3 separate regions of the Mus musculus genome follow, and regions 2 and 3 are each linked to region 1. Evidence: chromatin contacts called from public Hi-C data. All regions are on one chromosome and are shown on one strand. Each heading gives the region's core, a stretch centred on a gene start, on an enhancer-like site or on the middle of the called end of the contact. The rest is flanking DNA. Distances are from core to core; before and after follow the strand shown. Region 1 has its middle 110 kb from the start of Gm30073. Region 2 has its middle 41 kb from the start of Gm30073. Region 3 has its middle 13 kb from the start of n-TKctt21.

Region 1 (2,774 bases), core at 190-2,689:
TGTTTATATACCTCACAACAGAAAGGTTTGTGATGCTCATGTGAGTGTAGACAATCTGAGCACTGCCTTCCTTCCTTTCTTTCAAAACTCCGAGTTAGTCAAGTCTCTTGGTATTGCTTAGTGTACTTTTATGATATTTATTTAGGTATTTGTTTTAATTTATATGTGTGGGCAGACATTATAACTAAATGAATTTTAGATAGAAAGTTGGAAAAACAATTGAATGTAGAAGATGTTCTAAGAACAGATTTTTTTCCAGTGAGAAAACAATATAAACACAACCCCTGCTTGAGACCTACAAGCGCTCTCTCTCCTCAGTATTCTTTTGTCATTGGAATATGTGGACTTATTTCACATCATGTGCCCCAATCCCACTCATCCATCTCCCTGTCCCTTTGTACCCACCTTTACCCTTGCAACCTCCCCCCAAAAGAAAAAAAAATCTTGTGAAATCTGTGCTGTGTCACACAGTGTGTCCTAAAGTATACCCTTTGGTCCACACCTCTTTGCTAGCAAATATTCATCACAATGAGCCATTGGTTTGGTTTGAGGCCTCTGGCTTCTACTACACTATCAATACTGGATAATACTGGATCTGTGATTCCTCTTCCATATCCCATTGTTGCCTTGTGTCATGGAGATCCTGCATCTTTGGATCTGTAGGACCAGACCCTCCATGCACTCAAGCAGTTCATAAATGAGGTAGATGTTTAGGGTGGGCCAACTCAAAGCCCCGAATCTGGGCCTGAATGGTAGCTAAGCTGATCAGCCAGCCAGTTCTATACCCATACCACTAGGGTGAGATCTCCAGCAATGACTTGGCTAGCTCAACCAATGATGATAGCAAGGGGCAGAGGGGCTTTCCTGCTGTCATGCCCTCAGGATGGCTCATTGGTGCCCACACCTGCAGGGTCAGCTCTGTTGTACTGATCATGCCAGGTATATGGCTCTTATGTCGCATCAGGCAAGGGGCTGGGCAGGCTCTTGGGGACAGAGGCAGCTCTCAGAACCTGCCATAGATGGTGAGGGGTATGGCAGAGGTAGCTCACCTCTCCCTCACATATGGATGGATGTGCTTTTTATTGTCCTTTCTTTGAGGGTAGATGCAAGTGCCATGGTGACTTCTTGAGCGAGGAAGCAATACAGGTAAACTTGGAATAGATACTGGGAGAAGTTCAAACTACTCCAGCAGGCTCTCTCCAGCCCCCAGTTCAATAGTTACTCCTGTCACTCATTTACACAGTCATTCATGATAGTTACAATGTTTCAGCTTATTCTTGTATCTGATTAGTTTTTCAGATTGCTTCTAGATGTTTGCTATTGCAGATGAATCTTGAGTAGGCTACCATTTTCTAAAAGAATTGTGGGACTGTGTCTATTATTTGACTTGTGTTGGATTTGTCAAGTTCCTTTTAGAGTTTTTTAGCTGCCATGGTTTGCATATGACTTCAGTGTCCCCTAGTGGAGGGAGGCTTGGTGCCCAGGGCACCATCAATGGGAGATGAGGGAGCTCTGAAGATGTGGTAAGTAATAGGAGGTCATTGGATCCCTGGAGATATGTTCACAAAAAGAACTTAAGTGATTTCCTATGAGTCCTTGGCCATTTTTATAAGAAGATGGTTATTAAAAGGAACATGTCTTTCTTTCTCTGCCCTCTTTCTCCCTGATCTCTCCTTCTCTCTCCTTCCTGGATAAGATTGTGACTGCCTTACTCTAATGTATAACTCTTGCCATTACCATCCCACAATTCACAATTTGTTACGGGGGCTCATCAAAACTTACCTAAGGCAGGCTCCACACCCTTGAACCTAGAAAACTGTGGAGAAAATAAACTATGTTCTTCAGCAGTAGTCTGGGTCAAGTATTTCACTGAAGTGACTATGTCTGACCAATATACTCGATATTAGTTTCTTTATCTGAAAAGGAGAAGTAGGAAAGATGGAAAAGCACTAGCCCTACGTTAGAGGACTTTCCTGAGGTGGCTCTGATTCGGCTACATGTTAGCTCTTAGTTTTGTGATCCTGGGGAAATGGCCCCTCTTATCTACTCTTTTGTTATCTTTAAAACAATGAAGCATGGAACCATTTATGAAGCTAATACGTTTGAAAGTATTAAAGAGAAAAATGTAAGCTAGCAAAGAAAAGTTTCCTATTTCCAGAAGAAAACCTTCAGGAAGACTTGGGGAATACTTCTATGAGGAATTCAAAAGGTGCTTAATCAAAATAATATAATTCATATATAGTATATAATATGTAGATATATTATAAAACTTTAAACTCAGGCATAACTTATATCTAATCATTCCATTCTTGAAAATTGTTCTTAAGAAAACAACATGTCCCTTAAAATACCTGAATAGCAGCAATTATAATCAGAATGCCTAACTAATGATTAAGTTACCACTTTTAAATTATTATAAGATTATTAAAATAATGTTGAATCACCTGCGGCTAGATGGGCCATAGGCCCTATGAGAGCACGTGCGACCGTTATTCTGCTACAGGGACAGAATATCAAACCAATTCCCAATGACTCCCTGTTATACACAGAGGTTAGAACGTTACACTCCTTATTAGAGAAGCTTCCGTTTGTGACACAGAGATCAAAAAGTGGACAGGGTACAAAGAGTAAGAGATTATGGAGTGCTCAGACCTAAATGGGACATCTATGTCACAGTTACATCCCATCCTCCTAAGGCTTAAGGGTCATTTTGGAAAAGGGGGCCAAAAGAATGTAGAGTCATCAGTAGGAGAACAATTGTTTCAGATACACAG
Region 2 (2,700 bases), core at 1-2,500, 66 kb before region 1:
TAACAAATGCTTAGAATTGAATGAAAATAAAAATTATAGGATAGTAGTCAATTGGTTCTTGAAAAGAGATTTATACCCGTAAGTGGCTTATTGGAAGTTTAAAAAGGTTTAAATGTTTAAAAATAAATTAGTCTTCCCATCCAGGAAGCTAGGGGTAAAAGGAATAAAGAAATATTAGAATGGGGATTATCAACAGAAAACCAAAGTTGAAATTAGAAAACTGTACAAATATCAAATCATAGAGTTACTAAGTGAAACCAAGAGCCAATTCTGTGAAAAGTCTCACAAAGTAATTAAAACTCTGGAAAAATAATAACTGGAAGAAAAAGGAAGACACAAATAGAATTTGAATTGACAATAGGATCAGAAACAAATTTTGTACCATCAGAGGGTACAAAAATGTTTTGAAAATTATAGAAATTTCACAAACCATTTTGTACAGAGGAACTTGAATCCTAAATAAGTCAAGAAAATTAAAGAAATTGACAAAATAATCTCAGTACCATAGTCTAATAAACACAAAGGAAACAGAGGTAGAAACCATGTGTGTCTCAAAAAAAGATCTGGCCCAATTATCTTCATGGGGATGTTCTAGCAAACCTTTAAGGAATAGATAACTCCCAATAATATAAAAGAAAATGTGAACTCCATCCAACATATTTTGTAAAGTTAAACAGTGATGTCAAATCAGACAATGCCCACTGTGAGATTAACCTATTATATATTTTTTCTTGCAACCTTAATCTTATTCATAGGTAAGTTGTAAATTTGCTGCTGATCCGTGTACTTCATTATTTATTTGATTTGATTATTGCTGCTTCAAACAAAATTCTAATCTTTAAAGATGATTCTATAAACATTTGATAGAAAAGGATCTTGTTTGGGGGGAAATTTGTTTGGTTTCATACTTGGTTTCAATATAGGTGTCTCAAAGTTCATGTTTATAGTAATTTATATAGTGTAGACATGCACTTTGAATTATGAGCATTTGTTTGGGAGGGAAATAGAGTTAGGGAAAACTGTCTCTAAATTCCCCAATAATCATATATCAAGGTTACCTTTCATCTTTTTACATATTACAAATACCTTCTGCATGTGGGCTACAGAAAGCTACACACATGTTAGATATTACAGGACCGACCACTCTGCTGTGACAGGCTTGCGAAACAGCTCTGTCTGTAATCCCAGGGAAATACGTTCTCTTTGTAGTGCCTTTTCTCTACTAATGCTTTCTGAGATCATTGCTGGAAAGGGAAGTACTATTAGCTCAAATTGCTCTGCTGGATGCTTGCGAGGTGGTAGGAGGTGAGGTGGCTTTGTCCAGGGCACACACATTCCCAGAATCTCTGATGCTTTCTCTTGCCACGCATTTGTCATCATGTGCATTCAGTGTCGCTACTTGTGGTCAGATAATGTGGTGGGTTTGTTTCTGTTTTCATTTTTGTTTGTTTGTTTTTTTAAGAGCTGATAATACTAGCATTGTGTTCAATACCTGATTCTAATGTTTTCTGATGGAGTGACCTCAAGTAGGATAATTAAATTTTCTATGCTACAAAGCCCTTCCTTGTAAGGTGAGTTTATAGCATGGGGTTATTAGAGGGAATATATTAAGTTATTAAATCATATTAAATTCCTTCTGCTGCTCATAGCATGTATATGAGTCCCCCTTCTCTCAAATAAGTCATAGGCCATCTTGGATGAAGATCACCTGACCATCAGATTATCCTGTTGCGCACCCTGCTTTGGATTTCAAAGGAAAAATTTTTTTTATTTTGCTGTCATAAATCAGAAATATGAACAAAGTTCTCAACATTTAAGAAATTGAAAACCTTTAAATGAAGCTGCTCACATCCACATTTTTCAAGTAGAAGTCAAGACTTTATTTACCATTAACACTCAGATTTGAGCAGCGAAGGGGATCATTTTATGTATGCATTTTTTTTAAACAAAGTAATCAGCATGTCTGGGATTACAGAGAGCATTCATTGTCATGATTTTATTTATGTCTATATCAAAGCCCAGGGAATAAGTTGGGCAAAATATTGTTATCCTCATTTTCTATTTGAGAAATAAGACATAGGAATTTCTAGTTGCTGCCTGAGTGTCATGGCACTTGGAGCTCAAATTTGCTGATTTTAGTATTTATTTACTTTTACTTTTTAGCTTTTCTCAAAAGTGTCTTGGGCTTTGGAAGAGTACATGGACTCAAAAGACTAAGATAACAATGTTGCTTGATAGTAATTTGACAATCAAAAATTGAAAACATGCAAACTCTATGGCCTGGCTAGTTGGCTTCTAAAGACTGTCTTTAAAGGAGTTCAAGAACCGAAGAACAAGGACATTTGGTAATATAAACTTGGAAGCAACCTCATGTCCATCTGTAAAGAATAAAAAGTGCTCTCTTCTCTTCATGTAAAGATGGTTAAAACAATAGCCCGCTCTCATAAATGTCTATTGAATGAAAAATTTTAGAATGGTACTTACAGCTGGAGAGCATTCATAAAACATTTTTAAAGTTGAATACTTTGTACTGTTTAAAAATACACATCTGCCGTAATGTTGAATACCTTTAAGGATCCATTCCAATTTCAATATAGTATTTACTTCTGGGAAAAAGGGGGCACATGGTAGGGAGAGCAAAAGAGACTTCACTTTTATACACCTTTATATCAGTGCTCTTTTTTTTTTAATGTAAAGTTC
Region 3 (2,700 bases), core at 61-2,560, 130 kb before region 1:
GAGATACATGAATCTCCCTGGTAAGGAGAAGAACAGACATAATGGATAAACTGGGAATGTGTGGGGATGGGAACAGGAACATTCATATGGGGAAAGCTGGAAGGAGGGAATAACAATACCGGGAGAGACAACTGGAACTGGTTGGGGGACAAGTTGGGAATGAGCTAGAAACCTAGTTCAGTGGAAATTTCCAGGACTCTAAGAATGTGACCTTAGCTAAGACTCCTGGTAATGGGGACTACGGAGCCTGAACCAGCCATCTCCTGTAACCAAGGAAGACTTCCTGGGAAGGAACTGGGATACCAACCCAACCACAAATCTTCCAACCTACAATCTGTCCTGCCTACAAGATGTGAGACTCTCCCATGATTTTACAGTGAATGCTTCCACCCCTACTTCCCAGTTAGCTAAACCAACCTAGGGGACTTGCAATCACCTAGGCACAACTACAGTGGCTGAGACAGGATTTGAACCCAAGTCCTCTGACTTCTTGTCCAGCTGTTGATTATTGCCATACGCCCATTTATTGAGGACCTTGATGTAACTCATGGAGAAACAGGTCCCGGAGGAAGAAGCAGCTCATTGCAGCTGGCAGCAGATTGTGTCTGGAATTAGATTTAGAGTGCCTGGCTTCACAAAGACACTGACTTCTGAACTTCCAGCTGCTGCAGCCGGCGCCAGACCGAAGCTGCTGATGGTGCTGGAGAGGTTCAAGGCCCCAGAGACATGCCTGTAAGATGTTTGGCTCAGTAACTGTCTTATGGCATCATCTAGATATCGATTCAAGGGGCAGTTATGGGCTGTGAGGCTAAACGTGGGGTTGCCATGGATTGGGGAAACAGATGACATACCCCATTTGATCCTCCAAGATCTAGCTTGCTCACTTCTCATCTAGGACAGCTGAGCTTTTACTTGAGGCTGTTTGCCATGGTGTTTTCTGTCAATGCTCAGTGGGCTGCAGAGTCATCTTCTGGTGCTGTGGGAATGGCCACCTGACTAGGCCAGCCCAAGACGCTGCCACTGTGTATCTAACAAGCCAGCTCCTGCATGACCCTGATGTAAGAAACCCAGTATTATTCTTTGAAAGCACTCCACAATATTTTAATCCATATCTTCTGGGAAGAACTATAGACTGAGAGGATGCATGGAGTGAGATTTAAAAAAAAATTATGGTTGTACAAAGTCCAAATCACATGGAGCCTGGTTTTTAATTTGAGCCTCAGTGGTTTGGTCTGTTAAATGGATCCAGTAGTGGGGAAGCTTAAACAAAGTATTGTACACACTGTCAAGCAGGTGGCAGTAATGATTGCACTGAATACAATTCTCAGAGATAGAAAGGATCTAATTAGATATGAGATCTGTTCCCATTCTATTTCAGAGTTTTCCTGGATCTACCTCAGGAATAGGGTAGCAGCAGGCTTAATTTCTGTTGACAAGGACCAATGTTTTTAAGCTTCTGCCTAAAAATGAGTCACCATACAAGAGGCTGATTGGCTGACACCAGTTCTATTTTGCTGCGTACTGAATAATGAGGGGGGGGGGATGGACTGGTTATTAATGCAGAGAAGGCGGGTGGGGGAAAGCAATGAATAGAGACACAAAAATAGCCTCAGTAATTATAAGCCTTACAAAGCCTGTTGTGACGTACCGTGTGAGTCAAAAAAGAAGTGTGTGTGACATGAATCATTCTATGAATAAGAGAAGAAATCTTACTTCCTAAAGTGGGTTTTTGTCAGCAGTAATGCTCCATGCTGAAAAATGTATACTTTTCAGCCAATGATGGATACCTTTGCTGGGGCTAGGGGGATGGGGGAAAGATTGTGGGAAAGGGTGAATAGGAGAGGAGCAGTGGGTGGGATGTAGAGTGAATAAGTAGTAGTAGTAGTAATAAGAAACATTTCTTCTTCAACACAACAAAAATGAAACCAAAATTCTCATGGCAATTCAGTCTGAGCTCAGCTCTGGACTCACCTTAGTGGGAAAATTACAACATACTTCAGCAAGTTTTAATGTGTTAACCAGTCTCTGCCTCTTTGAAAATACACGATAGCAGTTTTGGCTTGGGAACTGCGATATGAACACATCGATGATCCTGGCAAGCTATGCAGCTCAGTGAGAGAGGCAGGAGGAAGAACGGAGAGAAGAGAATCTATATGAGGTGAGCGGAGCAGTCCCTTGTGTTTGCAGACTGGAGTTGGGAAGCAGGGCAGGTACCGTGGTTGGACTGAGACTTGTTGTAAGCATCAGAACATCCAGCCTGTCCTCTCTACCAGAGCATCCTCTGGATCTGCAGGATGGATGTTCACCTCTCCCAGGCCGACTAGTCCTGGGAGAGTCTGCAGGGTCTGCTTCCTAACTCCTGGGTGCCACCTTCTCACTGTGGCCTAACACAATAGAAAAAGTATGGTGGTCTTCAGGCTTCTCATTTGTCAAAGCGTTCATATCCTGTTCGTGTGGGTTCTGCCTTCATGGATCTAATTCCTTCCCAAAGACCTCAGATCTTCCTATAACCCCAGTGCCTCAAGGCTAGGTTTCAACATATACATTTTTGGGGCTTCACAAATATTCAAACCATAATACATTTCAGTCATCTTCTTCCTAATGGTGGCGATCAGTGAATTAATACTTTTGAAGCTTGGCTGCAGGTTTCCACTGATTTCATTAACTAATTCTACAGCGTTCCAATTTGTTGAAAGTCTA

The links. Hi-C and Micro-C count contacts between places; a contact is called where the count stands out from the background.
Region 2: a contact with region 1 is called in a Hi-C map of bone marrow-derived macrophages, with 77 read pairs. The contact joins two enhancer-like sites. A contact is called at or near these places in 1 of 15 datasets of contacts at CTCF or cohesin (the NIH/3T3 cell line), 5 of 484 Hi-C or Micro-C datasets (bone marrow-derived macrophages, embryonic fibroblasts and macrophages), 3 of 115 datasets of contacts at active chromatin or transcription factors (bone marrow-derived dendritic cells, bone marrow-derived macrophages and embryonic stem cells) and 1 of 9 other capture datasets (bone marrow-derived macrophages).
Region 3: a Hi-C map of bone marrow-derived macrophages shows a contact between it and region 1, with 58 read pairs. The contact joins two enhancer-like sites. A contact is called at or near these places in 6 of 484 Hi-C or Micro-C datasets (the HPC-5 cell line, bone marrow-derived macrophages, cortical neurons and 3 more) and 4 of 115 datasets of contacts at active chromatin or transcription factors (bone marrow-derived dendritic cells, bone marrow-derived macrophages, embryonic stem cells and 1 more).

What each region holds. Positions count from the first base shown.
Region 1 is chr10:87,689,711-87,692,484 of GRCm38.p6, reverse strand. No RefSeq gene overlaps it. Among named protein-coding and RNA genes, the nearest start is that of Gm30073, 110 kb to the left of the region's middle. Within about 2 kb of position 1,439, at least 4 of the 459 cell types and tissues checked have an H3K27ac peak or open chromatin away from gene starts, as enhancers often do. A contact at or near this core is called in bone marrow-derived macrophages, where this site is marked.
Region 2 is chr10:87,755,766-87,758,465 of GRCm38.p6, reverse strand. No RefSeq gene overlaps it. Among named protein-coding and RNA genes, the nearest start is that of Gm30073, 41 kb to the left of the region's middle. Within about 2 kb of position 1,250, at least 5 of the 459 cell types and tissues checked have an H3K27ac peak or open chromatin away from gene starts, as enhancers often do. A contact at or near this core is called in bone marrow-derived macrophages, where this site is marked.
Region 3 is chr10:87,815,956-87,818,655 of GRCm38.p6, reverse strand. No RefSeq gene overlaps it. Among named protein-coding and RNA genes, the nearest start is that of n-TKctt21, 13 kb to the left of the region's middle. Within about 2 kb of position 1,310, at least 20 of the 459 cell types and tissues checked have an H3K27ac peak or open chromatin away from gene starts, as enhancers often do. A contact at or near this core is called in bone marrow-derived macrophages, where this site is marked.